5 separate regions of the Mus musculus genome follow, and regions 2, 3, 4 and 5 are each linked to region 1. A link is a contact called in public HiChIP or PLAC-seq and promoter capture Hi-C data. All regions are on one chromosome and are shown on one strand. Each heading gives the region's core, a stretch centred on a gene start, on an enhancer-like site or on the middle of the called end of the contact. The rest is flanking DNA. Distances are from core to core; before and after follow the strand shown. Region 1 holds the start of Inpp5d (inositol polyphosphate-5-phosphatase D). Region 2 holds the start of Ncl (nucleolin). Region 3 holds the start of Nmur1 (neuromedin U receptor 1). Region 4 holds the start of Ptma (prothymosin alpha). Region 5 holds the start of Cops7b (COP9 signalosome subunit 7B).

Evidence for each region. HiChIP or PLAC-seq counts read pairs in DNA pulled down with a chosen protein or histone mark. Capture Hi-C pulls out chosen DNA fragments and counts their contacts.
Region 2: a contact with region 1 is called in a promoter capture Hi-C map of liver, with 4 times the contacts expected there. The contact joins the promoter of Ncl here to the promoter of Inpp5d in region 1. A contact is called at or near these places in 1 of 39 promoter capture datasets (pre-B cells), 1 of 115 datasets of contacts at active chromatin or transcription factors (pancreatic cancer cells) and 1 of 9 other capture datasets (liver).
Region 3: a contact with region 1 is called in an H3K27ac HiChIP or PLAC-seq map of microglia, with 6 times the contacts expected there. The contact joins the promoter of Nmur1 here to the promoter of Inpp5d in region 1. A contact is called at or near these places in 1 of 39 promoter capture datasets (pre-B cells) and 1 of 115 datasets of contacts at active chromatin or transcription factors (microglia).
Region 4: a promoter capture Hi-C map of liver shows a contact between it and region 1, with 4 times the contacts expected there. The contact joins the promoter of Ptma here to the promoter of Inpp5d in region 1. A contact is called at or near these places in 1 of 484 Hi-C or Micro-C datasets (the G1E-ER4 cell line), 3 of 115 datasets of contacts at active chromatin or transcription factors (double positive thymocytes, large pre-B cells and regulatory T cell precursor) and 2 of 9 other capture datasets (adipose tissue and liver).
Region 5: a contact with region 1 is called in a promoter capture Hi-C map of adipose tissue, with 3 times the contacts expected there. The contact joins the promoter of Cops7b here to the promoter of Inpp5d in region 1. A contact is called at or near these places in 1 of 484 Hi-C or Micro-C datasets (B cells) and 3 of 9 other capture datasets (adipose tissue, liver and macrophages).

What each region holds. Positions count from the first base shown.
Region 1 is chr1:87,617,976-87,623,612 of GRCm38.p6, forward strand. It overlaps Inpp5d (inositol polyphosphate-5-phosphatase D), which reads left to right and starts at 2,337. Exons shown (of 27, transcript NM_010566.3): 1 at 2,337-2,656. The coding sequence starts at 2,514.
Region 2 is chr1:86,356,668-86,362,304 of GRCm38.p6, forward strand. Ncl (nucleolin) reads right to left here and starts at 2,788. Exons shown (of 14, transcript NM_010880.3): 1 at 2,539-2,788; 2 at 1,440-1,556; 3 at 290-785; 4 at 1-74. The coding sequence starts at 2,556. It overlaps C130036L24Rik (RIKEN cDNA C130036L24 gene), which reads left to right and starts at 2,917. Exons shown (of 2, transcript NR_015507.3): 1 at 2,917-3,340.
Region 3 is chr1:86,385,891-86,391,527 of GRCm38.p6, forward strand. It overlaps Nmur1 (neuromedin U receptor 1), which reads right to left and starts at 2,251. Exons shown (of 2, transcript NM_010341.1): 1 at 1,423-2,251; 2 at 435-823. The coding sequence starts at 2,251. The coding sequence ends at 435.
Region 4 is chr1:86,524,221-86,529,857 of GRCm38.p6, forward strand. Ptma (prothymosin alpha) reads left to right here and starts at 2,337. Exons shown (of 5, transcript NM_008972.3): 1 at 2,337-2,730; 2 at 4,953-5,024; 3 at 5,236-5,332; 4 at 5,511-5,584. The coding sequence starts at 2,686.
Region 5 is chr1:86,580,431-86,586,067 of GRCm38.p6, forward strand. Cops7b (COP9 signalosome subunit 7B) reads left to right here and starts at 2,491. Exons shown (of 8, transcript NM_172974.3): 1 at 2,491-2,666. Pde6d (phosphodiesterase 6D, cGMP-specific, rod, delta) reads right to left here and starts at 2,355. Exons shown (of 5, transcript NM_008801.3): 1 at 1,870-2,355. The coding sequence starts at 1,919.

The DNA of each region.
Region 1 (5,637 bases), core at 1,087-3,586:
ACAGTGGCTGTGTTCCAGATATAGCCAAAGTTGTACCTTGTGCTGTGGCTGGACTTGGTAATGTGTAAGAGTCACCCAGGTGGTACTGGTTTTGAAGGCATGAAGGAGTTGAGCAGAACAGCTGAGGCTTGGCACTGTGAGAGGCCATGGAAGGCCATTGGTGAAAGTGCAGCCTCAGTTGCAATTGATGGCCCAGGACTGAAGGGGTCATGCAGTGTTTTGGAGATGCCAGTACCATGAGATGACCACCAAGAGCAGCAGCAGCAGTGGAGTACAGGCGTCTGGAGCCTACAGGATGACACATGTGCTACAAAGGGCCTGGCTGGAGAAGTGATCCAAGCCCTTGGAGGAGCCCAGAAGATCGTGAGTTGGATCCCAGACATTGGACGGTTAGAGATTGACTTTTGCTTTTGATTGTGACTGTGCCCTGATATTTTCCCTCTTGAAGGAAGAAACTGTTTTAGTGGAGCCCACAGTTAAGAGACTTTTAATTGTAAAAAGACTTTGGATTTTAAAAGAGATGGATATTTTAAAGAGATTGAAATTTTAAGCATATGTAAAGACTGTGGGACTTTTAAAGTTATTTAGAATGGGGATGAATAAGATTGTAAGGGTTGAGGCTTACTAGTGATGTGTTTGTGTGTCAAGTTGACAAGGGGTCAATTGTACTGGCTAGCTTTGTGTCAACTTGACACAGCTGGAGTTATCACAGAGAAAGGAGCTTCAGTTGAGGAAATGCCTCCATGAGATCCAACTGTAAGGCATTTTCTCAATTAGTGATCAAGGGGGAAAGGCCCCTTGTGGGTGGGACCATCTCAGGGCTGGTAGTCTTAGCTCTATAAGAGAGCAGGCTGAGCAAGCCAGGTGAGGCAAGCCAATGAAGAACATCCCTCCATGGCCTCTGCATCAGCTCCTGCTTCCTGACCTGCTTGAGTTCCAGTCCTGACTTCCTTTGGTGATGAACAGCAGTATGGAAGTGTAAGCCGAATAAACCCTTTCCTCCCCAACTTGCTTCTTGGTCATGATGTTTGTGCAGGAATAGAAACCCTGACTAAGACAATGTGTTAGACAGAGATTTCCTAAGGAGGGCTGCATGGGGTACTGTGAACTTGAGAGGACTCCATGAAGGGTCCCTTGTAGAGTTAGAGTTAACATCTTCAGCCTCCAGGTGGCAAAATCAGAATGTAGACGTGAGCTCTTGTCGAGACCATGTCCCCTCCCTCTGGCTCAGGACCTGGCTGGAGTACTCTACCCACTCTCAGATTTCCCACCAGCTGTGCCCTGCAGGCCCCAAGCTCCTGCCATGGATGACATCAACACAGCTCCCATGTCCTCCACACACCAGAGCTCCTTTCTGAATTACACCCTGCAGTCTAAAGAAAACTGAGGCTGAGAGCGATAAGCTCAACCAAGCTCCAGTATGTGCGTGCATGTGTGTGTAGGGGGGTGCCTGGCTTAGGTCTGTTGTCACATCTAACGTGACAAGGTTCAGATGAAGGAGTGAACAATCACCACTTCTGCCGTAAGCCAGCACTTCCCTTGGTGGGCCTGGCCTGAGGAACAAGGTCACCCAGCTCTGGGATCAAAGGGACAGTGGCTACCTTAGTACCTGCAGAACTCAGCTAGTACTGAACGGTGACCTTTAAGGGGTGAGCAAACATAGCCATGTCTAGCCACAGAGGGAATAGCCTGACTGGCCATTTGGGCTTCTGCAGTGCAGAACGCGGTAACATATATCACCAAAGTGGCCAGCTTGCACCATAGGGACATGTAAGCCCTTCCGTGAGCCCCAGGTGCCCAGCAGAGGTCCAGAGGGGCCAAACCAGACTGTTTTAGCTAGGGAATAGTGTTGCTCACAGTGGGCTGGGTCTTCTGACATCAACTAGCTTCATTAAAACAACCCCTACAGATGTATCCACAGGCTAGCCCAATGCAGACGTTCCCTCATGGAGATTCTCTTCCTGGGCAATCCTATGTTGTGTCAAGTTGACAGTTAAAGCTCACCATCACAAGTATGCTGGGTGGCGCTGGGGAAAACTGTGACCACCCTTGTGGACATCAGCAAAGGTTTCTGAGAGCCATGCCTTTGGCCTATTCACAAATGTTGGGCCAGGCTTGAGAAGTCAGCCATGAAACCTGACGCTAAAAGAGCCCTTGCGTCCCTCGTGTGGAACTTCGGCTGATAATGGACGCTTCTGGAGGTTAGGTCCCATTCAGGGGAAATAGAGAGCCAGTGAGTGAGAGGGTGGAGCAGGCAGCCAGTGCTGGCTGGGTGGGAAGGTAGATGATGCCCCCCCCCCACTTGGTTTCTATAATGAGGAAGTTCTGTGCAGCTCAGTTTCCTCTCCCTCGCTGAGTGCCTGAAACAGGAAGTCAGTCAGTTAAGCTGGTAGGAGCAGCAGAGGCAATTTCTGAGAGGCAACAGGCGGCAGGTCTCAGCCTAGAGAGGGCCCTGAACTACTTTGCTGGAGTGTCCGTCCTGGGAGTGGCTGCTGACCCAGTCCAGGAGACCCATGCCTGCCATGGTCCCTGGGTGGAACCATGGCAACATCACCCGCTCCAAGGCAGAGGAGCTACTTTCCAGAGCCGGCAAGGACGGGAGCTTCCTTGTGCGTGCCAGCGAGTCCATCCCCCGGGCCTACGCACTCTGCGTGCTGTGAGTACCCGTCTCCTCCCAACTGTCAGATCCAGGGACCACTGAGGTGTGGATCCAAAGGGGGAACCCCTGTAATGGGAGTTTGAGTTAGGTTTATGTCATAGGATGGTGGGACGTGACTGGCACTTCGTTGCCCTGTGGGGAGGGGAGAAGGGGGGGCAGCATCTGAGGCCCACTTTGGACCTTGGCGTTCGAGTTCAGGGAGCCTGTGTCATGACAGGCTTGTGTGGTGCTAGGGCTCTCTGAGTGACTCTGGGCCTCCCCTATACTGCAGCCCTCCATGACCTGTGGTGCCAGGGGTCTCCGTGAGTTCCTGTGGCAGGAGCAGGGACAGAGTCAGGAAGAAACTCAGGCCTCTCTGGTGGAGGGTGTATTGGAATGCATTTTGGTCAGCTCAAGCGTCAGTCAGGGACTCAGTGAAGGGCAACCTTGGCAAAAGGGTCCCCTCCTCCACCCTGCTAGTATGTGGTCTTAGAGCTAATTCTATTTGGGGAGCTGAGTCCGGGGTGCATTTAATCAGGATAGGATTCCTCGTGTACACATTTTACTCTAGGCTGCAAGGACACAGGAAGCCACAGAGCTGCTCTCTGAGTAGGTCTCTGTCCCTCCTTGCACTCAGCTATGTCCCTCCCTATCCAGGTCTCTGCCCCCGTTGGTACCCCCCCACAGCCCAGTGTGAAGATGTTGCTGAATATGCTGGTTATCCTAACAACAGAGGAAACAGCCACTTGCTGAAGGTTCCTTTTTAACACTCCGTCCGTCTAGCGTCTTCTGAGGAAGGCCGCCACCCCTATAGTCCTGTGGTCAGACCCTGTCCAGGCTTCAGGCTGGAGCAGGGCAGGAACACTGTCAGGAAGGGTGTGCCTACTTGAACAGCACAGGTACCATCTGATAGATTGTCCCTGGACTGAGAGAAAGATCTTTCAGAGCAGCTAGCTGCCCCCCCCCCAATCTTCATGCAGGAGGGAAGTGGGTGACTGACCACAGACTGTTCTGAGCTCTGACTCATGTTGGGACCTGCTGTGCTAGGCATTTGTTGGCTAGTTTCATCTTCAAGAGAGCCAGGAGTGTGGGTTCTATGAACACCTAGACCTGCGATTAAGGACCATGAGGGCTGGACAGGTTACAAACATCGAGGATAAGGTCGGTCATTTGCTCCCAGAGACCACTAGCTTGTGCTGCCTACCTCCTACCACCATCAGGCTAGGCATGCCAGTGGACTTGAATGGAAGTAAGAGGAGCTAGAGTGTTCACAGAGTTGGGGGCAGGGGCACTAGAAGCCCGTACAGGCTCACGGCTGGCTGAGCATCTTGTGCTGGTGGAGTTAGCAGCCAGCTTCCTGCACACCCACCAGCATATTTCAGGAGAAGCACTGCAGGTGGCCTGGACCTCCCCAAAGCACTGTCTCTTGGGGAATCTACCAGTGAGAGGCCCTGAAAGGAAAGAGGGCAGGAAGGTACTTTTCAGTGTGTCACAAGCTCAGCCTGACTCTACTAACCCAGTTATATTTTTTTCTGTCCCAGTGGGATTTGGGCCAAGGGCAATTCTGTTGGGAGTTGGCTATGGGCTGAGAGACTGTTGTATGCATTGGTTACAAATGCACACCACGGTATGGGTTCTCTTGTGCTAAACTGGCAGCATCTGGAAGGCTGGAGTCAGAGCAGAAGGAGCCTGAGCCAAGACCAAGGGATCTTGGAGGACCTTCGGGCAACACAGACCTTGCCTTTTTTCTTCATCTGACTCCCCTGCCTCAGCTGTCTTAAGTCCAAGCAAAGCAAAGATGACACGGAGATTTTCAAACTAAAGGAATGACTACCACAACCTCAGTGTTCTATAATGACCCCCCCCACACACACACACACCCTAAAAATGTAGGAAAGGCAGGACAGTGGTGGTGCACACCTTTAATCCCAGCACTCGGGAGGCAGAGGCAGGCAGATTTCTGAGTTCGAGGCCAGCCTGATCTACAAAGTGAGCTCCAGGACAGCCAGGGCTACACAGAGAAACCCTGTCTCGAAAAAAAACAAAAAAACAAAAAATGTAGGACAGGCATACTTTTTAATTTGAAAAATTGTTAGAAGCCTGCCTTTTCATGCAAAGAGACTTAACTTCCTGAAAAAAACAAACTTTAGATCCTTACTTTCTCCTGTTCTCTGTGGATGATGGAACCTCCCCCACCTCATCGCTGCCCCCTCGCCATCTGCCCTGGCCAGAGTCCAGGCTCCTGCCCAAGAAGATAAGTCAGCAGCTTGTAGGACAGCAACAAGGTCGAGGTCAGAGATGGGGCTGTGAAGGAGAGATGGGGCATGGGGTACATGTGGGATACAGGGCAGCTGAGTTCTCTTTGGTTTCAGGAGTGATAGATTTGGCACGTGTGGTGTCTTGCTGGACATCAGCCAGTCTGTGTGGGCTCTGGGGCAGGCAGCTGTGGGTCAGGTGCCGCTGGGACTCCATCCATGTTCCTTCTTGTGACCGAAGGGACACCAACAGGGGCCCAGTGCATGTGTTGGGTTTGTTTGGCCCTCTGGGAAGAATGCAGCATTGTGAGGAGAACCTTCCTGCTCTGAGATTTGACTAGACATGACATGGGAGAGGGAGGTAAATGCTTAAAGACAAGGTTGCAATTCAGTTCCACCCACGTGACACGAGTGCACATTCACCCCACACATTGACCTTTGTTTCCTTCAGAGAGATCAATCCTGTCACTTATCACCAAGCAAGAAGGCTTTTCTTTCTTCTCAGTCATCATTCAGAGAGCCTTGGTTTAGGGGAGTCTGGAGTTACACTGGGGCCCCGGAGCACTGGCCTGGGGAGACCTTGCTAGTATGACTGGAGTTCTGTTCTACCTTCCTTGAAAGGGAATGTGTGCCTTTTGAGTGGGGCCTGTATCACCTTCACTTGAGTAGAGCCTGTGTCACCTTCACTCATTTGTACTCAGTTCCTCCGTGATGTCAGCTCCCTTCCCAGGAGCCTGTGCACCC
Region 2 (5,637 bases), core at 1,538-4,037, 1.3 Mb before region 1:
TTTCATAGGAACAACTTTTGCAGGAGTTTTCTTTCCTTTGGCTGTTGTGATCTCCATAACTTCTTCCTCAGAGTCTGGAAGAAAGATGGCAAATCAGGCAAATGTATTTGCTACCTACCAATCCAGACAAGATAAATGCTACAAATACTTAAAAAAAACAAAAACTACTTAGCAAATGAAAACCTATTAAGTTATGGAAAGAACTAAGAGCACAAAATGAGTTTTTAATCTAATGAAACAGTGAGGGAATGTACATGCAGTACCCTAAATATCCTAAGATCTAACTCACCATCTTCCTCCTCTTCATCATCATCTTCCTCATCATCTTCATCCTCATCATCTTCCTCATCCTCTGAGGCAGGAGCAGCAGGAGCTGCTTTTGCTGGCTTCACTCCTTTTACTATTGGTGGCTCAAACTCATCCTCTTCCTCATCATCTTCATCCTCATCGCTATCATCTTCATCCTCTTCATCTTCATCCTCATCACTGTCTTCCTTCTTGGCATTCTTACCGTTCTTAGCCCCCTTAGCTGGAGTGGCAGCTCCCTTTTTACCAGGAGTTGGTACCAACGCTTTTGCTTGTGCAGCTCCCTTCTTACCCGGTGTTGGAATGACTTTGGCTGGTGTAATGTTTTTCTTAGCTGGTGTGGCTACTGCCTTTTTGCCTGGGGTCACAGCTGCTTTCTTAGCTGGTGTGGGAACTGCAGCCTTTTTTGTTTGTGAAACAACCACCTTCTTTGCTGGGGTTGTGGTAGCCTTTTTGCCTTTTTTCTGAGGGATGACAACCTTGAAAGCAAACAAATCATAAGCATTCCTTTATACCCAATGCTACATTAAGAGACTAACTTTGAGCACAAGAAAATGGACATTAGATAGGCTTAAAAAAAAAAAAACAAACAACCAAGAACTGGAGAGATGACTCAAAAGTTAAGCACATGTGTTACTCTTGTAACATGTAACATTCACATGTGGCTTTAACTCCAGTTCCAGGGGATCCAAGTACATTCTAGTATGAGGGTACCAAGCATGCTTAATGGGTGCGCGCACACACAAAGATAAACATTAAACCCTGAAATAAGGAGACATGGCTTTCAATACTTTAAAAAAAAAAAAACTGGACTCAGCACCTGAGCTTTTCTAAGAAATCTGATTGAGCATGACCATAACAACGGTCTTGAGACAAGGTTTCACTATGTACTACTCCCTGCTTGCCTGGAACTCAAAATTCTGCCTGTTTCTGTCCCCTGTTTTGCCGACTGTCTTGCAGAAGGAAGGAAGGAAGGAAGGAAGGAAGGAAGGAAGGGAGGGAGGGAGGGAGGGAGGGAGGGAGGGAGGGAGGGAGGAAGGGGCTTGCCATTCAACCATTTACTACATATCCTGTATTTCTAAGACTTCCAGACATTCAATTCCACCGGTTTATTGCTGCAAATAGCTTCTTACCTCCTCTTCTCCACTGCTGTCATCTTCATCTTCTGACATTTCTTCATCTTCACTATCCTCTTCCACCTCCTTTGGAGGAGGAGCCATTTTCTTGGCCTCACCGTGGGTTTTGCCAGCCTACAAACGCACACAAAAATTGCACGCATTTTCAGTCACTTTGCCTTTGGCCACCACCTTTTTCTTACTAAAGGACACAAGCATAAAGACTTCTTCTTGGCCAGGCATGGCATTCTCCTGGCAGTTTTTTCTGCGAACCGCGCATAATTTTTTTTTCCTTCTCACAGATAACTGAGCAGACAGAACTCTACACCAAGAAACAGCCACAGGTTATAAAGTCTCCTAGTCGTGGCCATCTATTTTCTGGCATCTTCCACAAAAAAAAAAAAAAAAAAAAAAAAAAAACCCAGTTAAAGGGATCCCTTTAAGTTATTTGCTGGGGAAGGGGGTATCTCGAAATCACCTCTTAAAGCAGCACCACGTAACCCAACTGCTTCCCACTTTCTCTCGCTTCCAGCCCCACCACGTGGAGTCACCACGCCGCCACCTCAGGGGTCCACCACGTGTCCATCCCGGTCACCGGCAGAGACAGCAGATCGCCGGGCCACCCATCCATCCCCACGCTGCCGTCCCCCTTTCCGGGGTACTACAGACACTCCCCCACTGCCCCGGGTCGCGCGACACGTGCGGGGCTCCGCAGAGCACGTGGCGGGCCGCGCACCAGAGCACGTGCGCGGGGAGGCGGGGCCCCGGGACCGCTCGCCGCCTAAGGTTGGCCCTCTCTTCCCACGCCGTGCCCCTATCCGCTCTCAGCTCCTCCGATCTCTCCTCACACCGTCCCCTCCCGCCCGCTACATCCGAACCCTCGATATCGCCCTCCCGGAAACCTGCCTCCGCTCTTCTCATCCCCCTAAGTCAGAGGGCAAGCACCGCGAGACCTCCCGCTAGTCGCGCGAGACTTTCCCCCCCAGCATGGCGCCCTCGAACGCGCCCGGGATTGCGCGCAAGCCCTCCTCCCCTCCGCGACGGACGGGCGGGCGCGCGCGCGTCCCTCCGAAAGCAGGGGCCTAGTCGTCCGCGTCGGCGCGCCAAGGCCTCTTACCTTTGCGAGCTTCACCATGGTGGCGGATTACGGCGGCGGCGCGTGTGGAGAGCGAGCAGCTCGGAAGAGCTCAGCGGAAGCCACACGAAAGCGACTGCAGTAGCGGGTACCGACGACTCTGGAGCACGTACAACCGCCTGCCAGCTACAGCTAGCGTCTGAGGCAAAAGACTGAGCCTGCCCAGTAATCGCCTCTGGAAAGGCGACGAAGGGGGTCCTCGTGACTTCGGCTCCACCAACCAGAGCTCGCGTCCGTCCCCGGAGCCAACCGCGAGCCTTAACGCGGGGCAGCGTGAGGCGGGCCTAAGGCTTGACGAGGGCGGGGCTCTTAGGGGCGGGGCCTGACGTCTGCTCCTGAGGGCGGGACTCGTTTGGGCCCAGGCGGACGTTGACTGGTCAGTGTGCGGGTCCTTTGAATGCTCCTGAGCGCCGGGCTCTCCCCACGCCTGCGCAGTGGGACGGGCGAGTTTGGCGCGGCTTGTGTGTGAGGCGCGGGTAGGTGGCGGCGTGGCCCGGATTCCCTCAGGTGTTCCGAGGCAGCATGGGCGGCGATGCTCAGGTGGTCTGGGCGTTTCTCGGTGCTTTCCCCCGCGCCGCGTGGTCCTGCTGAAGAACGCCGGAAGGCCTAGGGTTCCCTCGGGCTGATGAGCGGGCCTCGGCCTGTTCTCCGCGGAGTCGCGAACGGCTTCTTGGCTATGATGCGAGTCCCCGCTTTCCTGAGAGCTCCTAATAAAAGCAGTTGTGCGTGTGTGTGTGTACGAGCAGTGCACAAGCGATCCATGTAATGTCGGTGACCTCTCGCGGTAGGTATAACTCCAGGTTCAGAGAGGTGACTTCCTGGTGTGGTGGGGAGAAGTACTCGGCCCGCCTGTGACCACGCTCACAGGTTCCCTCCATGGCGGGGGGAACGAGAGAGTTGTCTGGCGTTGCTTTAAATGGATTGCAACCAACTGGTTCCAAGCATAGCACACAGGCGCCCTTCATCAGCTAACAACATCCACTAGAAATGACCTGTGGAGTTTTCGTCCGGAGTTGAGATAGGACTTTATTCTTTACTGTCCTAGAGCACACATGTAGACCATGTTAGCCTCGACCTGTATCGGCACGCCTGGCCCGACCTAGGAGATGTTATTTTATGAGACAGGTTTTCTCTGTGTATTCCTGGCTGCCCTGGGACTCACGCTGTAGTCCAGGCTGGCCTTGAACTCAGAGATCCCCCTGCCTCCCTAGTGCTGTGATTAAAGTCATATGCCATCATACCTGACTTCAACCTCGGGAGATTTTAATGCGAGTGGGATGTGTTGAGTCCCCAAGTTTTTTTATCTGAACTCGGGCCTTTGGAGATAAGTAGAAATAGTCACTGTGTGATGCTTACTTACTACGGCCTTCCCAACGCGGTGGAGGGCAGCCACAGCTACACACCAGTGCGCTCTTGTCAGGGCAGGAGATGGCGAACCCGAGTTGTGGTGTGGGGGCATTGTCTTTATAGCGAGACCGGTCACACCTTGTACTGTATATTATGGAACCAAGGGAGACTCTTGGGTAGAGAGGTAGGAAGGGTGGTGTGAGGAAGACTCTAGATATTTCCAAGCAGAGCAAGCTAAAGGCATTCGGGAGGAGACAAGAAGATGAGCTGTGAGTGTGAAATGACTTGGGTGACATGGCTTCCTTTGTCAATCCAATCTATCTGTATGGGCTATCCTCAGCCCTCTGGTGTACAGTGCCACTAAGAGACCTCTGCTTGCACCCAAGGTTAGTTACACTCTCAGATATCAGCTGCCTAGTACTTTTCTTGGCCATTTATTGTTCATTTGCCCCTTCCCCAGACAGCACAGACTGTTGTCTGCTTTATTCTTGGTACCTAAAGCATTGCCTGGCATATGATAGTGTTGGAAATTACTTGCTAACTGGAGTGAACAGAAGTTTGAGTGCACCAGCAGCAGGGACAGCTTGCAGGATTTGGTGTTTCTGTGGAATCAACACCTAATCCATGTGTGATGCTTATACAAATTATAATTGAATATAACCATATCATATTGGATCCCCAATATCCCTGTAGAAAGCATGGGGTGGCAGCATATAACTAACAACTCCAGCACTGGGGGTTACAGGGAGCAAGGACAGGAGGATCCCTGGCATCTGCTAACCAGCCTGTCTAGCCATGAAAGGTGACCCTGCTCAAAAAAATAAGATAGAGGTGGTGTGAGGATGTTAGTGCCTGTCTGGTATGCACAAAACCAAGATCAGTAACTGTCCAGTTATTATACAAATAGAGCCAAGTACCAGGTTCTATTTCAGCTCTTTAGAAATTTTAAATTAATAAATGTATTCAAAATAGACTAAAAGCATCGCTGCTCACAGACATGAGGGCAAAGAGCAGCAGTTCTCAACGTGTGGGTCTCAACCCCTTTGAGGTCAATACCCTTTTATAGGGGTCATATATCAGATATCCTGCATACATTGCAATTCACAGCAGCAAAATTAGTTATGAAGTAGCAATAAAACATTTTATGGTTGGGGGTCACCACCACATGAGAAACTGTATTAAAGGGTCACAGTCTTATGAAGGCTGAGAACCACTGGCATTGAGTTAACTTGGCCAGTTACAGAGCTAATAGGAGATTGGATGTGTATGTATGTGGGGGGAGGTATGCCTGAGTTCAAATGTAGAGGCAACAGGTTAATCCGGGGTGTCTTTTTCTATCACTACCTTTTTTTTTTTTTTTAACAATCTCATGTATCCCAGAGTGTCCTTGAACTTCTGATTCTTTTGCCTCTCCCAAGTGCTTGTATTTCAAGCGTGTGCTACTACTTATGGTTTATGTTGCTCCGGAGATTAATCTTGACTTTGTGCATGCCAGGCAGGCACTAACCAACTTCCCCAGCCCTTCTCTACCTTATGTTTTGAGCAGGATCTCTTACTGAATCTCACCTTTTATGGTTAGATAGGCTGGGAAGCATATGCCAGAGATCTTCCTGTTTCTGCCCCCCCACCCCCCAACCCTACCCCAAGTACTGGGGTTACAGTTTTTGTGCTGCCCACCTCATGCTCTTTACAGGGATATCAGGGATCTGAACTTGAGTCCTCATACTTTCAATG
Region 3 (5,637 bases), core at 1,001-3,500, 1.2 Mb before region 1:
AAGGGATCCCCAGAGGAATAGTGGCTGAGCCCCAGGTAACTAGGTAACTGTGACAGTTTTGTGGAGAAGAATTTAGGGGTATGGGGTCTGGAGGGACATACAGCATATATTTGGTTCAGCGTGGGTCTTTCTAATACATGGGTGTGTGCTATGTGCATGTGGTAGATGCCGTCAGAAGCCAAGAGAGTGTCGGATGGCCTGTTGTCATGAGGGTGCCGAGACCTGAACCCAGGTTCTCTGGAAGAACAGCAAACATTCTTAACTGCTGAGCCAGTGTTTCAGGCCTTCAATGGGGGCAATTGGGGTTCAATTCTCTTTTTCTTACTGTTTCCCTCAATACTCAAATATGTGGGCAGGGCAGAAACCACTTTTGTAGCTCCCCAGACTTTCTGAGGCCCTCTGGCCTTGTGGGTAAGGCTCCTTCCAAATTTTATTCAGGAGGGGTCTGTCTCTTGCTGACACCCTGGATCCTCATTCACAGCCAGAGGTTCGTCCCTGCTGTTCCTGTGGCCCACGTCACACAGGGTGCTGCCTGTGGTCAACCTGATGTGGTTATGGGAGCCATGATAGGGTTGGCGGCGATGACAGCACTGGGTTCCAAGGCCCAGGGCTTGCAGGAAGGTCTCTCGGAAGCGAGTAGACATGAGGCTGTAGAGCACCGGGTTGGCTGCTGAGCCGAGATAGAAGAAGATGCCAGAGGCAATGTGGACACACTGGTAGGCCAGGTGCAGGCCTTCCGTTGAGTGTCCATACACCAGGCTCCACATGATACGGTCAGCATGGAATGGAGCCCAGCAGATGCCGAATACCACAACCAGTGCAACTGCAAGGACAGAGAAGAGATTTGATCTTCATCATGCTTAGAGTTTGCATCTACAGCTCACTATCTTCCGGTCCTAGAAAAGCAGACAGGAGAGCCAGGTAGTGGTGGTGCACACCTTTAATCCCAGTACTTTGGAGGTAGAGGCAGGTGAATCTCTGGTCTACACAGCAAGTTCTAGAACAGCCAGAGCTACACAAAGAAACTCCTTCTCTCTTTTTTTCCCTCTTCCCTTTTCTGTCTTTCTCTGGCCTCGCTCCCTCCACCCCAAGCCCCACTTGCTCTGGTCCCTGCTAAGTCTGGCCCATAGGTTTTTTTTGTTTTATTATTATTATTATTATTATTATTATTATTATTATTATTATTATTATTAGTTTCTCATTACGGATGGTTGTGAGTCACCATGTGGTTGCTGGGATTTGAACTCATGACCTCCAGGAGAGTGGTCAGTGCTCTTACCTGCTGAGCCATCTCACCAGCCCTGAAACCCTTTCTCAAAACAATAACAACAACAAGCAAGCAAGCAAGCAAACAATACCCTGGAAGCTCAATTCCTTCCCCAGACTGGAGGAAGCTCAGCTTTCTCCTCAACAATGACTTACACAGCATCTTGGTCACCTGTCTCCGTCCCCTATCTTGCAGCTGAATCCTTCTGTGGGAGGTCTCCTGGGTTGCTGCGGTTTTCCTGCCCTTGACCTCCACTTGGAGCAACATCCTCTCCCTCCGCAGCCGCAGCCCAATGAGCAGATACAGCACACTGATGGTGACCATGGGCAGACAGAAGAAGAGCAGTGCGGTAGTCAGTACCACCAACTTGTAGAAGTCCATGGGACCCACCAGCGAACATATAGCTGAGTCGGGCACCGGCCCCCGGCAGGGCACAGTTAGTTGACTGAGGCCATGCAGGCTGGTGTTGGGCAGAGAGAAGAGAGTAGCGAGGACCCAGATGGCCCCCACCATGCGGCGCACATGGGCCCGTGTCATCACAGACTTGGCTTGGAGTGGGCGCACCACGGCCACATAACGCTCCACACTCAGGGCTGTGACATTGAGCACTGAAGCTAGGCAGACGGTCTCTAAGAGCAGTATTCGGAAGTAGCAGGCACTCGCACCCAGCTGGAACGGGTAATTTTGCTGCATCTCATAAAGCTCCAGAGGCAAGCCCACCAGGAGCACCAGCATATCGGACACAGCGAGGCTGAAGAGGTAGAAGTTGGTGGGCGTGCGCATAGTCTTGTTGCGCAGGATGACGGTGCAGGTCAGCCCGTTGCCCAGAGTGCCCACCACGAAGATCAGCAGGTACGTGACACAGATGGGGACAAACTGTTTCATCTGCTGTGGCCCCAAATACTTCAGCCTCAGGGCCTCATCGGTAAGGTTCAGATCCTCAGGTTGATAGGGCCACTTGAACTCACTGATATTGCAGACCAGGGGGCTCCTTGAAGCATTTGGGGAGAGCGCTCCAGGAAAGATGGAACAATTGAGGCAGGGAGGAGTCTGTAGGATAGAAGGGGGAGATACCCAGAAGTCATTTAGGTAATCCCAGCTCTGTCCTAAGTTATCACACTGTAGAGGACTGATTAGTCACATGCCACTGGGAAAGAAAGCATCTGCCACCCACTAAAGTGCATTTCAACTACAGAGTATCCGGAGTGCAAACCTTGAAAATAATAAAATTGGCCGGGCAGTGGTAGTGCGCAGCTTTAATCCCAACGCGAAGGAAGCTGAGGCAGGCAGGTCTCATGTGAGTTTGAGGCTAGCCTGGGCTACAGAGCAAGTTCCAGGACAGTTAGAACTACAGAGAGAGACACTGTCTAAAAAACAAACAAAAACAAACAACAAAAAACCAATCAACAACAACAACAACAAAGAGTTATCCTCTATCCTCTACACACATACATGCAAACAGTATATATGCACAAGTACACACACACACACAAATGAAATACTTTTTAAATGATAAGATTGGCCCTTTACAATCTACTGGAATCTTTGAAGAAATGCCAGGTTTTTCCAAGAACGCTTGGCTATCTCCTTTGGCTGTCTCCCTTTTAAGACAGACTTCAGGAGAGCCACTTGATGTGGACCTCAGAAAAGTGGGTGCAACTGCAGTATTGCTTGGTCTTTAAAGAGCCGGGGCTCCTAAAGCAACTGCCAGGGCAGACCTGACCTCCCCAACTCCAGGTGCAAGATCCCGGTATTTAATCCACAAAAAGCATCGACACATGGCAGACCTGACATACAGAACGCTGTGTGTGACCTTGGTGTGAAGAGAAAGCCACCGTAGGGGTTAAGTGAAGGAGTGAAAAAGCTAAAAAACTGTACTTTGACCCAAATTTGATTCTGTTTTCTGTCACCTGAATCACTCCCAGTCTAAATATTTTATATTCTTTGCACCTACTAGACCTGGAGTTCTCACTCTCGGAACTCTCACGGAGAGGAGCTGGGGATGGGCAGGTGACAGCCCAGGTTCAAGAGAGCAGCGCTGAGACGACAGTCATCAGAAAAATGACAGAAATAAACTGACTAACTGAGAGGTCTCTCCCACAACCCCCAAATGTCTCACAGAGTTTTTCCACCCATCTCACTCTGAGAGCCGCTCCTGTCAGGGCCCGTATCCCGCTCACCTACCATGCCTTCTGCCCAGGAGGTCCTGTGCGCCCTGGCTCCCACTGACAGATAGATGCTGAGCTGAAGGCGACCTGACAGAGGCTGCCCTCCCCGCCTTCCTGGTTGCTTCGCCTGTTGTTCACAAAATCGCCACTAGAGGGCAACGCTGACCCCGGAGCTTGGAGTACTTAGGACCACTCCCAAAGGACTCTACCTGCATCCAAACCATACTAGCTAGCTGTTGGAATCACCCGGAGCTGAGAGTGTCTTCTTTTTCTAGACAACAATCCCATTTTACAGGTGAGAAGAAAAGAAAAAAAGAGCCAGAGAGAGGAAGTCCGTGAGACTTGGGTCTAAAATGCTGTCCCCACCTGCAGCACGCCGACTGAGCAGGACTTGTTCCGTGTCCTGCAATTCTTTCTGACCCACATTTTCAGACAACCTTCTTACGCACCCCTTAAGCCCCTGAAAGTCAGCAGCCTACAGAGTCTCATCCCCGTGACTCCACTTGTACACTCACAGGATAGCAATCCCCCCAATACACACAGTCTCATAAGGGGTTTCCAGCCCCGGGGTCCAAGCACTAGTCTCCTCCAAGGAAATCGCCCTCTCTCTTTTCAGCACCTCCTCCCACACCGATTCTTTCCCCGAGCATTGTCCCGACCCACTTCTTCACTCAAAGGAGCACACAAAAGCCTAGTCAGGTGTCATAGCCACACTCACCGTCTGCATTTCTGTCTTCAGTGTCCCCTCAGCTTCCCAGTATCTCCTCACCATGAAATTGCCTCCTCTGCTCCGCCCCCCTCAATCCCTGGCTTCTTAAGAACTTCATTTATAAACAGTCCTGGCTTAGAAGATTGTTGGGAACTCTGGGGCACTTATTTTTCAGAGCCCTTGGGAGAAAGAATTTTGAAAGCTTCCTATTCCGCTGCAGATGGACCAAGTAGGGCTAGATTGGTCATGACAAGGCTCAGTGTCACTCAAAACCAGATTGCTATAGCCTCACAGTATGTGAAGAATGCTTCTTTTGTTTTATTTTAAGATTTATTTATTATTATTATTATATGTAAGCCCACTGCTGATGTCTTCAGACACACCAGAAGAGCGAGTCAGATCTCATGATGGATGGTTGTGAGCCAACATGTGGTTGCTGGGACTTGAACTCGGGACCTTCGGAAGAGCAGTCAGTGCTCTTAACCACTGAGCCATCTCACCAGCCCCAGTGAAGAACATTTCTTACTGTGCTCCCATCTCTGGAACACACACACACACACACACACACACACACACACACACACACACACACACACACACACCATTGCACATGCCCCCTGTGGGCCTTTTGAAAATGTTCAAACCTCATAAAGGATGGGGGAATGACATGGTTCCCTATAGAATGACTTACAGAAGACAAATGGCCTATACCAGTCACTGTCCCTTGCACTGGCTGTGTCATTTGCTCAGCATCTGCAGCCACCATGCTAAAGGACGGCTCTAAAAAGGAGGGCCCTTAGTTCTCATGGTTGCAGCCTCTATTCATCCTTTGTCCAGAGAGTCCTTGGTCAGGATCTAAGCTTCAGAACACATGGCAAGGTGTTCCAGCAGAGCCAGCAGCACCTGCTCCTGCCTGCTCTGTCCTGAGGCAGCCTCTCTGGATTTTGTGGGTGTGTCTATCCATTTCCCGAGCATGGCGGTTGGTGGCTGTCCTAGACCAGGGTCCAGATCTTCAGGACAGCACTGTGTCAAGTCCTGGTGCATGGGTAGGACTCCTGGAGCTGAAGTGAGTGCATTGCTCACAGCCTTCCATCCCCTCCTGAGAACCGCTGGGGGTGGGGCAGCTTCCTCAGCAGGAGTCCAAAGTAGAACCCAGCTCCTGAGCCTCCCGCTGACCTCTGTCCTGCTCCTAACCGCTTATGAGGATTAAAGAAGGCAGGTAAGCCTGGTGGTGTTGGCCCAGGCTTTTAGTCCCAGCACTCAGGATGCAGAGGCAGGCAGATCTCTAGGTTTGAGGCCAGCCTGGTCTACATAAGTTCCAAGACAGCCAGGACTACACAGAGAACCATATCTTCAAAAATGGGTGGGGGAGGGGGAAAGAGGGTCAGGATAGGACACATGACTAAACAAATGAACAAAACAGAACCTGCACCCCTCTAGAGCTGGAGGGGCAGGAAGTGCTGCCTTTCTTTCCCTTGGGGCTCAGTGTGTGC
Region 4 (5,637 bases), core at 1,087-3,586, 1.1 Mb before region 1:
TAAGACTCCTGTGGCCAGACAAAAGGCCCAGAGGAGACTTCTGTTCCTGGTCTTCTCAAACATACTAGGATAGCGGGAGCTCTGACCATGGCTTATTTGATAACTCTAACTTCCTTTCTAGAACCTATGGATTTTTTTTTCTTTGTATGAGCCAAACACTGTCATGAATACAGCAGGAGGTCCGTAAGCTTAGCTTGAACATAGATAGTGCTTCTACAACCAGATGCGTGGGCCTTCCTCCCTTATGGTAGAGGCACGGGCATGCACAAGACTAGATAAAGCAGTTCTTCTTCGAGGGAAGTTCATACTTATCCAGCTTCTCACTGATTGCCACCTTGCCTCCCTCAGCTCTCCCAATCCAGAACTCAGAAACCACAACTAAGATGTGGGTGGTATAGGCCAAGCTCTTTGTGCATCTGGGTTTTGTAGATGGAACAATCCTCTAGAGAATAACGGGAGCTTAATGGATAAGCACCAGGTAGAAAGCATCCTCCTTTCTGTTTATATTGAAGCACCGTCCCTCCCTATCTACAAAAAAGGGGTCTGGGCAGCTGCAGCTCAAAGGCCCTTCCCTGTTTAAGCTCCATATCCTCATCACAGTAAAGCCCGCTGGCGGGGGTGGGGCAGTTCGGACTCAGGCAGTTTGTGCAACCTAGGGCGCTGGGGCGCGATAACCGTCTCCGGCCATTAGTGTGCTCCGAGAAGAGCGAGACCCCGGGGGCCTTCACACCCTCCCTTGCCAGGGGCTGCCAGGACAGGAGCAACCGCTGGACAACGGGAGTGAGCGCAGGCCAAAGGGCGGCGGCAAGGCTTTCTCCTTAAAGGAAAAGCTCACACAGGCCCAAGCGGCTGGTGGCGGGACTGGCACGTGCGCGCGGGGATGCGGGCCGGCCACGTGCGGCTCGCGGGCCGACCCTGGGTCCAACTGCAACAGTTTCCCGACACTGCACGTTCCTCTCCTCTCCTCAAGCTCCGCATAGGGGCCTCCGGGTGAGGATGGGCCCAAACGCCGGGGGTGAGCCATAAGGGCAGTTCAGTCTCCTCGCCTCGACCTCAAAGCTCTAAGGGACTTGGCACCCATTCACCCTCCCCGATTCAAGACTCCGGGTTTTCCTCACTCCCGATTCCACGGCCCCCAGGAGACAGACAGCAGGAATGACCAATGGCAGGGCGCAAAGCGTCAACTTTGTGTTCGCCCGCCACTCTCAGCCAGTGTGTGCGGGTTTCTCCCAAGTCCCGCCTTCCGTGTCGGGCGCCCCCTCCTGGCGACACACAGTCGGACGCTATCTGCCGCCATCTTGAGTGTGGCGAAGTCGTTTCTCCGAACCCGTTTATAGCCATTCTGGTCGCTCTTCTCACAGGGCAAATTCCTTAGTTCGACAGCCAAGTGAGACAGCGCTAAAAATGGAGTAATATAGTATTTTGAAGTTGTTCGCGTGAGCCGAGTCGCCACGTCACGCCACGCTTGCCGAGTCCAACGCCATCTTGAGTGTGGCGTCTTTATGGTTTTTCTTTTCTCAGGCTCCGCGTGGTACCGTAAATGGCTCAAGTTTGAAGGAACCCCTTCAAGGACTAGTCCTAATGGCCGGGGAGACAAGTTTCTCCCAGTTGCACACTGTTCATATGCCCACTGGAGCCTGCAAAATGTTAGGGGAGAGGGGTAAACTCGATGGCCGGGCGGGGCTCTGGATGATGTTAAGAGCTGTCGCGACGGCAGTGACCTCTTACAGCAGACGCTGACCAGAGAGCCCTGAGGCGCGACACCGCCTTGTGGCGTGAGGCCCCAGGCCTGTCTCGCTCGAGGACACCGGGACTTTCGCATGAGTCCCCCCAAGTGTGCAGGGCGCGAGGCCCACTCCGGAGCTGACCCTGGACGGCGGGACAGTGGTGGGCGGTGGGGATCACTAGTGTCATCGAGGCGGAGGGAAAGGAGGACGGGGCGGAAGGTGCGAGTCACAGTCACCCCGTTGTGTGGACTGATGTTCACTTGAACTGGGACAACTTGCTCTTCGGTGCGGGCAGGTCCCGGGCGCGGGAACCACGCGGGACACCGCCCGGGGCAAGCGCCGCCCATCGCTCGCCTTCCCCTCCCCCTCCCCCTGGCGGGCAGTGCTCCCGCTCCCCCTCCTCCCTCCCTCCCCCTCCTTCTTCCGAGCAGTCGCGAGGGAGGGGGAGGACCGGGGCTGGGCGGGCAGCTTTGCCGCGCTTTAGCTTTCTGCGTCAGAGGCCTTAGCAAAACAGCTGCGGGAGCGCGCACGCGCGCGACCCCCCTCCGGCGTGGCGAGACCCAACAAAATTCAACACTCTGAATGACAGTGCGGCGGGGGACTGCGCAGCGCGCGCCAAGCCGAGGCACTGCCGCTTTAAGCTCACTTGCCCATTGTTCGGAATCGAGCCAATGAGAGGACGCCCGCTCCCTGCGCTCAGCCAATAGCGCCGGGACTAGGGTGGCTGAGCACCGCCCACTAATCTATATTAAAGCTTCTGGCGCCGCGTGAGTCCCCCACTGGCTGCTCCGAAAAGCCATCTTTGCATTGTTCCTGGGTCGTGCTCCGCGCTCGCTGCAGCCACCTTCGCCGCCCACCGCCTCCTCCAGCGCGGACTCCGGCAGCTCTCTCGCCAGAGTCCTCGAACTCGACTTTTAATTCCCTCACTCGCGGCATCGGACCACCGGCGTGCCCCACCATGTCAGACGCGGCAGTGGATACCAGCTCCGAGATCACCACCAAGGTGAGGCTGGACGCCGCCCGCCCCCTCGGGGTCTGCGCGCCGTCGCCCGGGCGGCGTTGGGGCGCGTGGTTGCGGGCTTTCAGGAAAGCATCACGCAAACGCTTTTCCAGGCGACCCCGCCACCCTCCAGCGGCGCGATGGCCCCGGGCAACACTCTTTGTGTGCGGGGGAGGGGGCGCGAAGCGGCGCGGGCATTGGTGCCGCCGTCGGGAGCTGGCCGATGGCCTGGGGTCGCCTCGGAACTCGGACGCAAACGGGGAGGGCCGAGACGCGGATTCTCGAAACTTGTTTGCGAATGGTTTGAGCGCTCTCGGGGCCGGGGTCGCGGGGCCGCGGCGCACGGAAATAACTTTGAAACTCCGGCGCGTCCGCAGTCGGAAGTGTGGGGGGCGCGTGTGCGGCGCCGGCGAGCTGAGGGCGCCCGCGGCCGAGTCGCTCTTTGTTAGGCGCCCGGGTTCGCGCCCTATAGCGGGCCGGCCACCGGTTATCCGGGATGACGCGGATGGGGCGGCGTGCTGCGCTGGGGGGATTCTGACCGCGACACCTAAGGGTCTGGTCCGCAGCCACGGGTGAACGCGGGTGGTCGTGTTTGTCCCCGCGGCGGCGGACCTCGTCGCAGGGTCAGTCATTGCTGACGGGGTTGGGCCCGGGCGGCGAGCCCACGCGAGAGGGGGAGGAAATAGAAAGTGAAGCTGCGGAGCGGCTGGACGCCCCCCCACGGCTCCCCAGCTGCGGTGGTGCCGTGGCGGTCTAGAAGCCCGCGCAGCACCGCGGTCCTGGCTGGGGTCCTGAGGCAGGGGCTCGCCCTCCCGGTGGAGTCTTCTCCACCCTCAGCCGTGTTCGGTTCGGACTCGTTGCTTTCAAACACCTCGATGTTCGCACCCCGCTTGTCCCGCAGTGGGGACTCAGTCCCAGTCGCCTTGTTTCTTTAAACTCCCGTGGCTCGCCATCTCCCTCGGCTGGTGCGACCCCGTGCAGAGCGCGCTCTGGAGCGATGCCCGCCACCGCTGTAACACTTTGTAGCAAGCATGGTCCCACCTCCGCCCTCGGCGGGAGTCTCAGGTGAATTCCCGCGAGGTCCAGCGCTCCTAGGGAGCGCCCCCCCCGAAGGTCTCGAGGGTCGGAGCCGAGGAGCTCCGAGTCCCTGGTGACCTACCGCGAGAGCTTGGCGCCAAAATCGGAGCCGGAAGCCGCGTGTTGCCCCTCACAGGCAGGACCCCAGGGGGCAGCACGGAGCGGGCTTTCTCCAGTGGGTGACTCCGCTCCCCTGGATGAAAGCGGACCTCGGGTCTCCAGGGCACAGGGCGCACTTGGCGCCCCGGGCCACGTGCTCTTTGCGCGCGGTGCGTGCAAGAGGCTCGCGCGCGTAGTTCGCTGGGTGAGCTATGCGCCTGCGCACCGCTGCCACCCCGCCCCCACTCACTCCCCCGGGCTTCGGCCGCCAGGGGGCGGAAGCGGGTGCAGTGGGGTCCTAGGCAGGCCTCCGGTGGGCGCGAACCCACCATTGCCGGCAGGTAACCCAGCGGTGCACCGGCGGAATTAGCTGGACCATGTTCCTGGGCCCCGACCGAGCCGACCGTTCAGCCGTCGTAGTGGGAAAAGTTACCCAGTGGTCCGGCCCCGAAGCCGCAGGGCCCAGAGTGCTAGTTTATTTCCTTTGGGCTGTGGAGGCCAGGAGGTCCCTAGTACCAAGCATGGCTGGTGTGACTTGAAGGGGGTGTTTCTGCATGCCCAGGCGCTTTCCGATCCCCATCCAGACTCTCCCATCCATTCCTGAGCGAATGACCGTCGACTGGCTCCTCCCTTCTACCTTATTTATTTAAGGCACACAGCCACTGCCTTCCAAGAAGGGTTTCTGAGGGGTGGAGCTCCCTCTAGCTGGAAACCGGCGGCAAAGGGCGTGCAGGTAAGGGCTACAGTTCCCGAGCTTGTCTGCCTGGCCTGGCGGGTTTGTGGCTATGATGCCATATGGTAGAGGAGTGCGTTGAGTCGACACATGAGTCTGCCTTGTTTTCAATGTATCTAGAAGATGGAAAGCATAGGATTTGGACTACAGGCCTTGAGTACCTACTATGGTCCATGCTGACATTACCCTAGGGTGGCCAAGTAGCCAGTGACTCAGATTGGTCCTGTGGACCAGCTTTGTCTAGTTTTCAGCACTTTGGCTGATGGGTGGCCCTCTATTGTTCTGAAGACTAACGGGTTTCCTCTTCCTTCTAAAGGACTTGAAGGAGAAGAAGGAAGTTGTGGAGGAGGCAGAGAATGGAAGAGATGCACCTGCCAATGGGAACGCTGTGAGTGTCCAAGTAGCTGGGGCTTGTGTTCCCAGTTTATACTTTTTTAAATTTTCAGCTTAGTTCAGGATGTTGGACCAGACAAGGGAACTTGTCTGATTTTTGTTTGGGAGGTGGTGTGGTAGCTGTATGGTGTGGGGAGGGGCAAGGTGCACTAGATATACAGGCCTGCTTCAGAGCTGGCTAATGGCAGATGTGTTTTCTGTTAAAGCAAAATGAGGAAAATGGGGAGCAGGAGGCTGACAATGAGGTAGATGAAGAAGAGGAAGAAGGTGGGGAGGAAGAGGAGGAGGAGGAAGAAGGTGACGGTGAGTAGTCTTGTTTTCTCAGGTTCCTTCCTTGGCTTTTACTGCCAGAAGGGAGAGGTTGGGTTTCTGGGCAGTTGGACCACTTTGAACTGCAGTGTACTCCACCCTCCTATTGGGGCCGTTCTTGATCTGCAGCTGGGAGGATAGTGGTTTATGTGGGCCTTGATTGATTCTCCAGGTGAGGAGGAGGATGGAGATGAAGATGAGGAAGCTGAGGCTCCTACGGGCAAGCGGGTAGCTGAGGATGATGAGGTATGTGTGAGGTTCCTTTCCTGGGGCACTAAAAGCTTTGGGGGTTTCTGGCA
Region 5 (5,637 bases), core at 1,241-3,740, 1.0 Mb before region 1:
AGCACAGCAGGGCGACTCACTTTCCAATCCCTGCCAGTTGCAGAGAGCTGTTTCTTCACTTCTCAACGCACCCTACTTGCTCACACTCAAAAACAAACCCCACAAAACCTCGGTATAGTTTTTACTTGAAGGGTTTTCCTTTTGCACCCAAAACTTCCTGGGTTGGTTTTTCCCCTTGGGGCCACAGAAACCCATGACCCCGTTTATGCTTCCAGTCTATCCGTTCACCACTGTTCACACAGTGGTACGTGGTTCTTGTGGTGTTGTTTTTGATTCATTCTTTTTTTGGAGTCAGCCTAGATTGGTCTTGAACACATGACAATCTCTTGCTTCAGTCACCAAGTGCTGGGGTTATAACCATGATTTAATCATGCCTTGTATGAATTCTAGAATTTACGTTCACCTTAGTTTCTAACCATAGCCAAGCAATTAGATATTGGAAGATGTGAAACAGGTCTTGAGACAATGCAACAGGTTGTTCAGAGAACCAGTTTAGGGAAGCCTAAACCTCCAGAGGCAGGAGCTGGGTAAATGATGGTTACATCCCACAAAGGGAGGCACTTAGGAATATTCCATATTGTACAGCAGAGATTAAGGTCAACAGAATGTAAAACTGGAATATATTTCATCTGCATTTTATGGTGACAAATAGTCCATCAAAACACACAGCTTCTAGCTGAAGGTGCTGGCCACACCCTGAGTTCTAACAGTTCCAGCACTCAGGAGGCAGAGACAGGTAGACAGCCTGGTCTACACATCAAGTTCTGGGTCAGCCAGAGCTACACTGTATGACCCTGTCTCCAAAATAAAACAAACGCTTCGAAGTTTTCTCTCTCTATATAAAGAGGTTGCAAAAGTCACAGTGTAGCTACAACAGGCCTGAAGCAATGGTTTCTTTTCCTCCTCTGGCTTCTCACTTTCTTCCTTTTTGAAGCAGGGTCTCCTATAACTAAGGCTGGTCTTGAACTCTATGAAACTCTGAGGATGACCTGAATTCTGGATCCCCCTGCTTCCATCTCCCAAGTACTGGGATCACAGGCATTCAACACCAAGTCCACCGAAACAACGAATTCTGATATCATATGGTGTCCTCAACACAATCAAGTAATTGTGAACAGCTTCACCATAATAAAGCGTTAACCTCAGCAATGCCAAAGATAATTTTGCCGGGAGTCGGTTCAAAACCAAAGTACCTCATGCATCTCACACACCTCCTATTTCTCATCTCGCTGGAAAGAGAACTTGAGATGTTAATGCTCCAAAGGCCAACAAAGTGTTAAGATGGGGTCCGTCTTTAATTTCTCTTTCCCCACCTCTCCACTACTCCAGCCCTATAAGAAGCCACAAGTGAGGAAGAAAAGTTGTGAAAACAAGACGGATGTGTGTGTGGTGGGGTGGGATGGGGTACATTATCCCCCACATACAAGGTCACTTGCTTGGAGTCACTTTCTCCTGCTCCCACCCTGGGCTTCCCGCCAAAGTCGCTCCTAGGCAGGCTAGGAGGCCAGCTTGCTGCACTCCCTCAGCCTCTGCGTGGGGACTGCAGCCCCCTTCTGGCCTCCCGGCCTTCAGGACCCTAATTTCAAATGGGAACTCTTCTCGCAGTAGCCAGGTCCCGGGGCTCCTCCACCTCCATCCTCCCCCCCGCCCCCCCCCCCCCCCAGGCTCCATCAACGTCCCCTTTCTCCCTCAGGGTGCCCCTGTGCCTGCCTCCCGTTCGCGGTCCCTCCCGGGGGCCCGGCACACAGTTCCTTTCCTGCCCCTTCTCGTAGCCCTTCTTCCCCGGTGCCCACCTGACGCCCCTGCCAAAGCCTGGCTCCTTAGAGCCACGGCCTCCTCCCAGCCCCGCCCCTGCTCCCGGGCGGATACAGTTTGAAGCCTCTCAGGATATCCCTGGCCCGCTCGTCCTTGGCTGACATGATGCGGCGCCTGCCGCCCGCGGCCCTCCCACGCTGGCTCCGCGGGGCCTCGCAGACGGTACCCAGGAACCGAGGACAGCCGCAGCCCGGCCGGACACCTCAGGTGAACAGCGGTGGCGGCCAGACCCGAACCGGCCTCTCCCTCCCCTCAGCTCCCGCTCCTGATCCCTTCTCCTTCCCTCTAGTCGTGGAGCTCCCGCCTTGAAACCAATGACAAGCCAGCCTTGGCGATTGGCATCTTGAGTAGCCAATAGCAACGCTCAGCGGCTTCGCTCGGGGACGGAGAGCGTCAGTGGGAAAGGCCCTCTTGGAGAGTCCCGGAGGACAGAATTTTCTTTCGTGTTGTTGCCTAGAGTTTGTCCCAGAGGAGCGATGGCTTGAAATCTTCAGAGGCGTTTGAGATGCCTGCTCTTGTTGCCGGGCACACTAGTGGTCTGAGACTATGGCAGGCTGCACTGTACAAGGTGGCAGAAACTACATTTCCCAGCATCCCAGAGAGCACAGGCGATCCCAGCGCACCATTAGAGGCCAGGGACTACAAGTCCCAGCATACTATGCGCTCCATCTTTTTAACTTGGGTTCCAGTGTGCCGAGCAGTGTGCACATATTTGAAATCCTCCTATGGGGTTGGTTTCTGAATCCTGTTACTTGAAACCCAGCAGGAAGGTCTTCTTTTACCCCGGAGACGTGACAACCCACCGACAGTTAACTTCTGTTTACATGGAACTCAGGAGTCTGCAAACCATGGTAAGACTGCAAACCACCAACAAAACCACATATTAAGCCACGAGAGATAACAGAACAAAATGACCTCCTCAAATAGTGTTAGTTTATTAGTCTGGAGTTCATTTTTACTTGTTTTGCAGGGTTTATGTTATATTTCTGCTTTGGACTGGGTGAGCTAAAGATTGTTTATACTCAATGTTAGTACAGGAAGACTTAAAAGATTTTGCCAATCCAATCTCTTTATCTTTTGTTTTTAAATATGAGGAAATAGAGACCCGGTGAGGCAGAGACTGGCCAGAGAGCACAGCAAATTGACACAGTTAAAATCTGGCTTTACATCTACTGACCTGTCATCTAGTATCTACACTACACTAGGGAGGTAATATTTTTAGAAGCATGGCAATGTGATTGTTTTTCTCCTTAATGAACAGTTTCTGAACTAGTGTTGAAACACCCAGAAAATAGGAAAGCATTTATTTCATGGATTTCCTGAAAGGAGCTGGTGTGACAGTCCTTTATCCTCAGACTAGATAGGTCTTGCTATTTTTATTTGCTTTTTTGACATTCAAGTTGACATTTAATGATTGTTTTTCCCCCAGAAAGTAGATAAAGTTGGTTTAACCCTCTGTTTCCTTGGAGACGCCTGTGTCCTTCCTCTGGCCTTCTTTCCTGTTCTTGTTCCCACTCCACCCATTTGATCACCCACCCATTTTGTTTGTTTTTCTTCCAAGTAACTCAACAAACCTTGTTTTGGTTTTTGGTTTTGGTTGGGTACTGAATTAAGTAAAAGATAGGCCACTGTTATTCAGAAGATACATAACTGATTAGGGAGATAAGGAGATTCAAGATGGAGTTGACAAGTGGCATAAAAGAAAAGATATCAGAATGCCACAGAGGATTACTTGTTGGCCTTTTAGTCAAGATCAAGTGGAGAATGCCTTAGAGGTTCTGGTGACGTGCCTTTAACAGCTGGCAAAACTTCATGGTGGAAATGACATTTGAACTTAAAGCAGTGGTTCTCAAACTGTGGGTCAAAAATCCCTTTGGCAAACCGCTATCTCCAAAAATGTTTACATTATGATCCATACAGTAGAAACATTACAGTTCTGAAGTAGCAATGAAAATTATTTTAGGGATGGGGGTCACCACAGCATGAGGAATTGGTTTTTTGTTGTTTTTTTTTTGGGGGGGGGGGGAGACAGGGTTTTTCTCTGTGTAGTCCTGGCTGTCCTGGAACTCACTCTGTAGACCAGGCTGGCCTCGAACTCAGAAATCCGCCTGCCTCTGCCTCCCGAGTGCTGGGCTTAAAGGTGTGCGCCACCACGCCCGGCATGAGGAACTGTATTAAAGGGTCTCTGCGTTAGGAAGGCTGAGAACCTCTTACTCAGAGGTTGAGGATTTTCCCCTCATGTTAATTTTTTTTTTTAATCCTGAATTATCTTTGTTAATGAGATGTGCCATACATTGGGTGAGAGAAGATATACACACCCATAAGTATCACCCAAATCAAGAAGCAGAGCCTTCCCAGCAGCTACCACGTATGCCCTTTTCCACCATAATACATCCGCATATCTGCAGGCAATCAACTTGTTTCCTGGCTTTATGGCTATGTGGATATTTTATGTGTATTTGAATTTGTATGTGGATTTCACTTATACGTGATTATGCAGTATGTGCGGCATATAGCTGACATGTGTTTGTAGCATTTTTTCCAATGGCAAGTTGTATGTATAGTCACAGTTCATCTCTGAGAGAGTTGATGGGGATCTGAGTTTTATCTTATGAGATATGTTATGAATTGGGTTGGGTATTCTTCCTCTTTCTCTTTTTCTTTCTTTCTTTTTTCTTTTTTGGTTTTTAAAGACAGGGTTTCTCTGTGTAGCCCTGGCTGTCCTGGAACTCACTCTGTAGACCAAGCTGGCCTCGGACTCAGAAATCCGCCTGCCTCTGCCTCCCAAGTGCTGGGATTAAAGGCGTGCGCCCGGCTGAACTGGGCATTCTTGTATGCTTCCTTTGTGGACACTTTGCGCAGATTTTAGGAAAAGAGTTGTTAGCCTTGTAGAACATATGCATGGTCAGTGATAGTAGATAGTGCTAGTTTTTCAAAGTGATCATGGAACTGAGGCTTTTGCCTGCTGTGTTGGAAAGTTCTAGTTGTTGCTCATTCTTGTTAACCCTGCATATTTATCATAAGTCTTTATAATTTTAGTCATTCTGGCTAAACACGGTATTTCGTTAAAGTATGCATTTCTATTTTTCTGATGCTGTCCACCTTAACCTTGAATGGTCTTTGTGTCAATGTGACTTTTTAAGGCTTTTGCCTACTTTTTGAAATTAGGCATTTGTCTTCCTACTGATTTGTAATTTTTTTTTTTGGTTTTTCTGAGACAGGGTTTCTCTGTGTAGCCCTGACTGTCCTGGAACTCAGAAATCCGCCTGCCTCTGCCTCTGGAGTGCTGGGATTAAAGGCGTGCGCCACCACGCCCGGCTGTAATTATTTTTAAAAATTTTATTTATTTTATATATGTGACTACACTGTCAATGTCTTCAGACATACCAGAAGAGGGCATTGGATTTCATTACAGATGGTTGTGAGCCACCATGTAGTTGCTGGGAATTGAACTCAGGACCTTTGGAAGAATAGTCAGTGCTCTTAACCACTGAGCCATCATCTCTCCAGTCCCCTGATTTGCAGTTCTTTATGTAGTCTTACTGATTCCTTTTTCTGACACATACTTTGCAAATATCTTTTCCAAGGGTGTGGTAGGTCTTCATCTCCTACTTGTGTCTTTTGATATGTAAATTAATCTATTTGTTGTATCTGTGTTAGGAATTGAACCCAGAACCTTTCCTATGGCTGACTAGGCAAGAGCTTTACCACACCACTACTCCCATCCCCAGTACAGATTAAAAAAAGTTTAGATTTATTTATTTAATTTTATGTGCATGAATGTTAAGCTTGCATGTGAGTATGTGCATCTTATGTGTGCTT